Linked DNA regions of Canis lupus: regions 1 and 3 are each linked to region 2. A link is a contact called in public Hi-C data. All regions are on one chromosome and are shown on one strand. The core of a region is the stretch at or near the end of the contact, and the rest is flanking DNA. Distances in the headings are between cores, read along the strand shown.

Region 1 (3,113 bases), core at 123-2,622, 480 kb before region 2:
GCCAGGGCTGCCATACTGAATACCCTAGACTGCACGGCTTAAACAAGCAAAATTCATTTTCTTGAAGTCCGGGAGGCTGGAAAGCCCAAGATCAAGGTATCAAGGGATGGGTTTCTCAGGAGGCCTCTTCCCTTGGCTTGTAGGTAGTGGCCTTCTCACTGCGTGCTTACTGGGCCCTTCCCACTGTGCCTGCTCATAACCTGTGTCTAAATTTCCTCTTCCTATAAGGACACCGCCTTAAAGAGGACTGGATTAGGACCTGTGGGAATACCTCCCTTTAGCTTAATTGCCTCATCTCCTAGTATGGTTGCATTCTGAGGTACTGGGGGAACCACTTATTTGAACAGGGGTCACAATTCAACCCTTAACAGGGCTCAAAGAAGTTTTAGCTGTACGATGTCCCACCCTGGAAAATGCACACAGCTAATCCAAGGTGAAAATCAGTCAGCTTTTTATGTTTGCACATAAGCTTCTTTCCCAAACACAGCCGTGAGAAAACGGCCCAAACACTCTTGTACGCTGCCTATTCATTGTTTTTAAGAGTCATGAGTCTTTGGTTTGGCTCAAGGAAAATCATGTGTGAAATCCAATAAATGGGAAGTCTTTATTGCTCAACCACTTTTGAAAAATGTCTATCACAAAGGGCAAATTTTTTTCCCCCATCAGGTCTCATGATTTTCTACGAAACCAGTTCTTTATGAGCAAGGTTTTTTGTTTTTTGTTTTTTTTGTTTTTCCCCCAAGAAGTGGGCTGGAGGGTGTAGTACCCGTCGGGGGACGCTAGATGGCGCCCCGGGCAGAGGCAGCAGGAGACCAAATGTCTGCAGGCACCGCCAAGGCTCCTGACTTGGTTTGAATGAAGAAGGCTTTCAGTCATTCTTGAAGTTGGCTTGCTTCAGTCAGGATGAAACTGACTGCTCTGGCTCTAGTGGAAAAGTCTGGCTCTTTTTGTTTTGTTTTGTTGTTTTGTTTTTGGCAATAATGAGCTGTGTGTAATCTAGGGATCGTATTTACTGACGCTGACATGGTCATTGAAAATATTGGGGGCTCCGTGGTGGATCAGAAGTGTGAAGCATCTCCAGGGGCTGTTCCGTTGGGTCTGCCCCCACGGCCTCTAGCCTCCCTGTTTCCTAGGTGCAGCCCCGGCCTCTGGATCTCCCATCCCTGCTGAATAAGACGGGCTTGTCTGCAAGCAGAGGACTGAATTCATTGAGTTTTACAGCAGATGTCAGAAAAAGAGGAGGCATCCATAGGGAAGGAGATGAAACGGAGTGTGTGTCACGCCGGCTTCTCCAGGCCGCGGGCCGCCGAGCTAGCAGTGCCAGTGTGGGAGCCGGGCAGTAGCAGGATATTGCTACAGAAATGATTGCCCAGATGCTCACTGGTTTGCTCTCCCAGGCTGTTGACGGGTGAGTGGCTCTGGATTCCAGCCCTAGCTCCTCAGGTCTTGGTGGGTGATGGCAGGGGCAGGACAGTAGGTGGCTTGTGCAGTACTTGAACATTGTCTCCTGGGCTGCCTGAGTCTGCTGGGGCCGAAGTCTGGTCGGTGCTTGCTTTGCCACACCAACTGCTCTGCGTTCCTATGTTCACTGGGAAAAGCTGGATCTCCAGGCACTTCCAATCCTGACTCTTTTTTTTTTTTTTTTTACCATCTGTACTGGGGGATCTCCCAGTGCTCCCCAACTTCCTTTGCATTCTCAACCCTTCTCAGCTCTGCTCAGGACCCGGGAGGTTGTGTTCTGTGCACTGTGTCCAGCCCCATCCTCTCAGCTCTCCTGCCCTCTTGCTTCCAGCTGTGCTTGGCCACTGGCTGGAGGAGAGAAAAGTCAGTGTGGTTGTTCCTCTGCTTCTTTCCGGCTGGCAGTGGTAGGGCCAGTGGGGACCCCAGCTCTTGGGGGGTGGGACTAGATTGGACTCAAACTGTCCACCTCATCAGAAAGCAGGCTGGAAGGTTCTGGAGCTCAGAGTCAGGACACAGGTCAGATGGAGTGGGTGGACAGAGGGCAGGGCTGGATGGCCGTTATTCCTGCATGTGGCTTGGAAAAGCTATCGAGGCAATAGCTTCTTTGTGGATTTTCGGAAAGGGGAGCAGATGACTTTGCAGAAGAAACTTGTGTTGATATTAACCCAGTGCTTTTTAAACTAAATCTCCTGGGATAAGGGGCACCTGGGTGGCTCAGTGGTTAAGTGTCTGCCTTTGGCCCAGGGCGTGATCCTGGAGTCCTGGGATCAAGTCCCACGTCGGGCTCCCTGTGTGGAGCCTGCTTCTCCCTCTGCCTCTGTCTCTGCTTCTCTGTGTCTCTTATGAATAAATAAATAAAACCTTTAGAAAAAAAAACAAAAACAAATAAATCTCCTGGGATAAGACCAGACAACTCAGTACCACTGTGCCTAGAATTTCTGAGGCCACCAGGGTGTTACAAGGATCGAACCCTCACCTGCTCGTTTTTGGGTAGAGTAAATGATTTGACTTCTTTGTCCTTTTTCTCCATTGGCTCAATTTCCTGTCCCTAAACTTGTTTGTTTCCTCTTCCCACACCCTCTCTAATTTTCCTGTGCCTTCCCAAAATTTAAATTCTTCACACGAGAGGGATTATTTCATGGTAAATTCTTTCATTCTTAAATTCTTTTGACACAAATGCACATAGATTATGTTGCGGTTTTTCTTTGTTTTGTACTAGCATTTTGTTACAAAAGCATCTGTGACTGGGTGTATGCTCTGACCTCCCAGGCCTTTTTATGTTTAACCAGTTATTGTGTGTCTTTAGCCTTTTCCAGGGTTCCCCAAAGGGCCACCTCTCCCTGTCTTTATTGAATGTCATCTTGATTTGGACAAGTCTTTTTTTCTGAACTCAGAAAGTCTTTGACGTCTCAGCCACTGTGCTGAGCAGGTAATGACTATCTCTCTCCGCCTGAGGTTCCCTGCAGTGGGATGGTGTCCAATTCCATTACTTCAGTTGTGGGTAGAAACACAAGTAGCTCATGCTTCAGCCCTGATCCCTCTGTAAGGACCCCCAAATCGGCCTTCTGGAAGGACCTCTCCTCCCGGTGTGTTGGCCCACTGGGGCTCCCCACTTCCTTTCGGGCTACCCCTGGGTGTGTGTGTGATGGGGC
Region 2 (2,974 bases), core at 304-2,803:
ACAGTATGTTGACAACTCCCTACTATATGTTGTAAAATCAAATTATTTTGTGGTACATTATCTCATGCTTCCGCAAACTCTAATAAATTCTGTATATGGCTTCAGCATGTACAGTGTGATCTCAAGAATTGTAGCAGCTCTCGGCCAGGGTCCTCAAGCTTGTCATTGCCCCCACAGAGACTTCCACATCCTGCCCTTTGCTTCTTTAGTTTCTTCCTGTTTCCCCACAGCCAGATGTTGCAGTGCCTCATTTTCCCTTGGCCACTAGGTGCAAATCCTCATTCCAAGGACTAGCATCTCAACCGGGGAGTCCCCCAGCCCTCATTTAGGATCCTCTCATGCTATCTCCGAGGACCTCTTTTTTCCAGACTTGGCTTGGGTTAGAGCCCGGACGTCTTCCCACCAAAGTCGCAGCCAGCCAAGGACTCAGGCTGCTCATCCCTCGTGCCACGCACACCTCAGCCCCGCACTTCCTCCACAGGCACCGATTGTCAGGGTGGGGCTGGGGAAGGACTGAAGCTGCTCACCCCACCCCACACCCCGCTTGAGGAGGGGAGCGTCCTCTTGCACAGGAGGCAGATTCAGTCCAGTGGCCTCAACTCTCGGCCACTACCCTGCTGTGATTTTGTGATCGCATTGGGAAGGGTGTTGCCACCGCCCCCCCACCCCGACAGGGTCTAACCTTAGCGTGTTCTCGGGGTGGGGGGACACGCTGCGGCCGGCTTCACCCCGAGTTTGCAACAGCAGAATCCGTCAGCAAGTCCTCCCCAGCCGGGTCTCGTGTCTGCGCCCGCGGCGCCCCAGGCCGCAGAGCGCGGACCGTGTGCGGTGCGGCCGGGCCGCAGGCGGGCAGGAGGCCTCTCCGTCGCCCCCAGGCCCCCCTCCCCAGAGCGAGCTCTCCCGTAGAGGTTCTGCTGACAGCCGGCGGGGGCGGGGGCGCTGCAGGAGGGCAGGTGGCGGCGGGCTGGGGCGCGGCGCGCTTAGAGCCCCACCCCCGGGAGCCGCGGCGGAGCCCCGGTCCCACAGCGCCGCCCAGCGGCCGGCAGAGCCCCGCGGCCCCGTGTCAGCCGCTCCTCGGAGCCGAGCCCCGAGCGCGGGGGCGCGATGGAGCCGCGGGAGCAAGCTTTCCCCCGGCTTGGTCCCGAAACCCTTCTGGGGGTTTCACACAGCGGCGCCGGCAGCCCCGAGGACCCTCCGGGGCCCCTCCGCGCCTGGGGCCTGCCCACTCCAGCCCGGCCGGAGGATGGCCCTGTCCGCCCCCCTTCCAGAGGGAATCCTTTGGTCTCCCCAAACTCTGGCTGCCCAGCGGGCCGGGAATGCGGCTACTGAATAGAACGTGACGCCAACAGGCGCCGCTGTTGCTCCTGAGGCCGCTCTTGGGCCAACTTGGTCTCCGCCCGATCCCGAGTCGGGAAGCGAGACGTCCTGCGGGCCGGCCCCTCCCGTGGATGCTCCTCTGCGCCTCGAGGCCGGTGGTGGCGCGGCGGGGACGGGAACAGCCCTGCCACATCAGTTTGGGCGCGGTTAAAGCGAGAAACCGCTCTGCAGGCAGCAGCAGTGCCAGAACAGCTTGCTCGGGGGGCCAGGAGTGGGTGCCCCGGCCTGTGCCCAGGTCACGTGCACCAGGGGGCCCAGCTGAGAGCTGCACACCGCCCCACCCCCGCTGGCTGGCGGCCCTGGCGAAACTCGGCGGGGTGAGGGCGGCGAACAGGCCTGCACCTCCTGAGCGCCTCTTCCCTCCACGCCGACAGGGGAGAATTATACTTGGTGCTCAGAAACCCCAAGTGTCCTGTTTTTGTTTCCAGACGTTTAAGAGAAGCAACCTGGTTTTTTTTTGTTTTTTTTTTTAAAGAGATTTAGCAAATTTAAGTGAATGAACTCCCTTTAACAACCAGGACAGCATACAGCATACCAGCCTTCCGTGGTTTTTTTTTGTTTTTTTGTTTTTTTTTTTAAGTATTGGGCCCAAACTCTCCAGGGCGCAGGACCCTGACTCTTGATCACGGAAGCTGTGACAGCGTGCAGGACAGCGATGCTGCATGTGCCGCATCAGCCACGAGAAGAGCATTCAGCTCCAATAGCAGGCGGGTGGTTTCAGCTTTGTTTCTACCTGAGCTTAACTCCTCCATCGCTCCCTTCTTGATGAGATGATCCACCTCTCCCATGCGGGGGTGGTGGGCTGTACCAGGGTCCTGGGCACACTGGAGGTGACAGAGTCTCCACCAAAGATCTCGGTCTGCTGCAAGTTACCCTGTGGGAGGGGACGCAGTTCTCTGCAGACAGGAGGAAGCCGGCGCTTAACCCCTTTTCCTGCACATGCCAAGGGGCGAGTCACCAGTCTGCTCTTGGGTTAAGTGGAGGTGCTGACCTGTACCTTGTTTACCTCATGTGTAGGGGGAAGGACAATGGAAAGTGGTTATTATACAAGTGGAGGGCACAAGACACCCCAAACGACACTAATAGGTTGGGACAGGTTGACAAGGAAATCATTTAGTAAACACATAGTCATTGTCAACAATCTGGAGGTGTGGGTGATTCAGAGGGGATCTGTAGTGTTCCTCTCAGGTCCTGAGGTGACTCGAAGTGATTTGTCATCCACAAAAGTCTCTTTGTTCAGCTACTGTTTGTGGGGCAGGCTTGCCTAAGTCTCAAGTTGTTTCCACTCCTATATGCCCTGCGAAACCAGCATGGAAAGCTGGCCACACTGGGTCTCCCTTGTAACCCGAAGAAGGGGCAGGCCCATGTGGACATTGCAGTGTCAGGCTGGACAACCTGAGGCGGGTGAGATGGGGGCAAGTGCTTTCAGGTAGAAGTGAGTGTCCTGGCTGCACTTTGGGGTATTCTAGGGAGGCCTACAGAGCTTTCCAGGGTCCTGTGTTCCCTGTACCCCATTTCCCCTGCCCCGTTGGAGGAAAAAGCTCATGATAAGGACCTGCTTCGACTGTGGGCATTGTCTGTGATGATCCTGATGGGA
Region 3 (3,059 bases), core at 401-2,900, 270 kb before region 2:
GACAGTGGCTGGATTATTCATTTTTAAACTATTGGTGCCTAGCAGAGTGCCTGGATTATGTGTTTGCTGAATGGATGAGTGTTAACATTTCATATTAAGTGATGCATTAGTATTTTCAAAGTGATTTATTTTCCATGCATTAGCTCATCCTTGCAACTACTCCTACGTTACCCCTGGAAGGTAGGCAAGACTGTTTTACAGATGAGGTCACATAGCTGTAGGTTGGCTTTCAGACTCTCAATCCGTTGGCATTCTTACATACCTGTCTTACTGAGACTGCCCTTGCTAAAATATTCTGTCAAAGCCCTAAGAGATCTATATGGATTCAGATAGACATTGGTGGTTTCTGAATTTTGATCCTAAATTTGAAATAGACATATTCTTCGTCTAGGTCTCTCACTAATGGTATGATTTTGTGCTGTTTGCTAATCACTGTGGGTGTGTAGGTTTTTATTACATTTTAACTTAAACATAATTTAGGGGCTAACCTAGTAAACTGGTGAATCCCCAAGTAGTTTGTAGCAACTATTTCCTGATATAGATTTGGGATGATATACTATTGTACCTAATACAGTTTTTGGTAATTTCAATTAACTAGATTGTAGCTTTATGGCCCTAGTTCTTCAAGAAACACATGTTCAAACATTCTCCTTGCTTAATGAGATCCTTGTTCCTGTTGAACTTCTACGACCTTATTGGAAATCAATGATTGCTTCTGATCTTCCAAATGTAATGTTGAAAAGACCTAGATGAAATCACTATACAAAATGCTTTGAGATTGCAGGATGTGGAGAGCGTGCTGTCATTAAAATGAATGATTCTGCTTGGAGGTAAACCATATTTTCAGTCTGTATGTGTATTGTGCATGAGGGAATTTCTCTGTGCAGAATCATTTTCTCCAAATAATTCGCACGCTCACAGCACTCCTGGAAGCAGGTGACACCTAACTCCTGGGCGGCAGCTCTGCTAAAGCGAGCTTTCCTTTCCTAGCAACTGTTGCTAAGAGGGGCGTGGCTTCGGAGTCCGGAGAGGACGCGTTAAGCCGCCCCCCCCGCCTTCGCGTAAACTACATTTCCCATGATGCACGAGGGTGGTCTCCGTAGTGACGCAGTAGGTGTCCACGGAGGGGGGAGGGGGGAGAGTGGAGGGGAGGCGGGGGCGGTGGCGGTGGCGGCGGCTGCGAGGAGGGGCAGCGCTCTCCCCGTGTCCCCGGCTTGCGCTCAGGCAGCTGCGGCCGCCGCCGCCATGTTGGCGTGAGAGGCGATGACAGGAGGCGGCTGCGGCGTTTGGGACTGAAAAGTGGAGGAGGAGGAGAGACAAAGCTCCGAGAGGAAACCATTCCTGGACTGAGGAGAGGGAGGACCCGGCCTCTTCCGGGGAGCGCCGAAGTCGGCGTCGGAGGGGAGGGGAAGGTGGCGACGGGGGGGAGGCGGAGGCCGGAGAGGAGCGCCGAGGAGCCGGAGGCGATGCGCCCCGAGCCCCGCTGCTGCCCCGAGGCGCCCGCGGCCTGAGCCCCGAGGGGCCGTGGGGTGTCCCGCGCGGCCCGAGCGCCCCGTGCCTCCCGCGTGCCGCCCCGGGCTTCCGCCTCGGCTCCCAACGAGTTAAATGCCCTTGAGCGCGGGTTTCCGCGGCCCGGCTCCCGGCTCCCGGCCCCGGCCCCGGCCCCGGCCCCGGCCAGCGCGAGTTGAGCTGTTTCCCCGGCGCGGCCGCCGCTCGCCGCTCGCGCGTCCATGTGTAGCCACATAGTTATCTGCGTGCATCCACGCCGGGGCATTTTCTTCCTGCTTAATGAGGACTTGACTGGGGAGCAAGTGTGAATCACTGCCGGGCTGGGAGAGGAGGAAGGCGGATTTAACCCCCTCCCACCCCGCTCCATGTCCGTGTGTCACTCGGCTGGGTCTACCTGGCGCGGCCGGTCCTGGGGCTGCTGCTGCTGCCGCCGCCGCCGCCGCTGCTGCTGCCACTGACGACGACGGGGCTGCCGCTGCCATCCCGGGAGTCCTCTCCGGCCCCCGCCCCGGCCCCGGCCCCGGCCCCGGCCAGCCAGCTCCGGGGGCTTGTTCCTCTTCGCTCGGAACCTCGGCCAGGCCGCCGCTTGGGCTCTGAAATCACTTATTATTATTATTTTTTTCTTTTTTGGAAAGCACATCAAGATCGTCAAGCTCGATTGCTGTAGCTTGAAGACTTCTGCTCTGTTTTTGTTTGTTGTTGTTTTTCCCGTGGTAAACATCTGGGTGTACATCAGACGGCAAGATGTCCAGTAATGTCCCGGCAGATATGGTAAGTGAAGGATAAGTTATGACACTCTGATTTAATTGTGGTTTCCAATCTTATTTAATCAGAAAGGATGCAGGCGTGGGGTGAAGAAGGTTTGCGGGGGGGGGGGGGGGACTGTTGAGAAGCCACGGTACTGGGAGATTTGGAGAAGTTGGAGGTTCTGGTTTCCCCCCCACCCCCGTCTTAGGAAGTACCGGTTTTAATATGGCCTTTCTCGTTCGGTGGTGTTTTCTAAATCACTAAAGAATGAAGAATTAGGGGAAATGTGGCAGTGCAGCTCGAAGTGGAGGAAACATCTCCCCCTTTGCCAGGAGCCTTTGAACATTTGTATCTTAAAGCTTCTGAAAACGTGAGTGACAGTGGGCAGAGCTGAGGACGGGCGTCCCTACTACACACACAGGTAGAGAAATCGGAGTCTCGTTCCTGGGCACTGACGAGACCATTAACGCAGCGGATACAAACTTGATATTTTGGAGGGAAGGGACGTGTCTGTCCTCAAGAAAAAGTCTACTAGAATTTGCTGTGAGCTTTTTGAAATGTCTGGGTGGGCGACTATGGCAACTGAAATATTAAGGTTTTTTGGAATTTTCACAAATCCAGACTGATCGTCGTATATGGGGTGCTACTTCTGAATTGCCAGGACTTTTAGTACCAGATATTTAATAGTATTGCATCATTGGCCCTTTAAAAGCTAATAAAATACGTTAGTGAGCCTTGATCTCTGAATGTTGAGAACTTGAAACAAAAAGTACTCGTGTTTATTGGTGCTTTTCTTTCTGTTT

What was found. A called contact is a pair of places that touch in the nucleus more often than the background predicts.
Region 1: a Hi-C map of blood shows a contact between it and region 2, with 2.9 times the contacts expected there. The contact joins two enhancer-like sites. A contact is called at or near these places in 3 of 9 Hi-C or Micro-C datasets (amygdala, blood and skin fibroblasts).
Region 3: a Hi-C map of amygdala shows a contact between it and region 2, with 4 times the contacts expected there. The contact joins the promoter of UBL3 here to the enhancer-like site in region 2. A contact is called at or near these places in 2 of 9 Hi-C or Micro-C datasets (amygdala and skin fibroblasts).

What each region holds. Positions count from the first base shown.
Region 1 is chr25:9,944,274-9,947,386 of UU_Cfam_GSD_1.0, forward strand. No RefSeq gene overlaps it. Among named protein-coding and RNA genes, the nearest start is that of MIR8825, 95 kb to the left of the region's middle. Within about 2 kb of position 1,373, at least 2 of the 20 cell types and tissues checked have an H3K27ac peak or open chromatin away from gene starts, as enhancers often do. A contact at or near this core is called in blood, where this site is marked.
Region 2 is chr25:10,420,733-10,423,706 of UU_Cfam_GSD_1.0, forward strand. No RefSeq gene overlaps it. Among named protein-coding and RNA genes, the nearest start is that of SLC7A1, 72 kb to the left of the region's middle. Within about 2 kb of position 1,554, at least 9 of the 20 cell types and tissues checked have an H3K27ac peak or open chromatin away from gene starts, as enhancers often do. A contact at or near this core is called in blood, where this site is marked.
Region 3 is chr25:10,155,440-10,158,498 of UU_Cfam_GSD_1.0, forward strand. UBL3 (ubiquitin-like protein 3) reads left to right here and starts at 1,651. Exons shown (of 5, transcript XM_038573357.1): 1 at 1,651-2,280. The coding sequence starts at 2,254.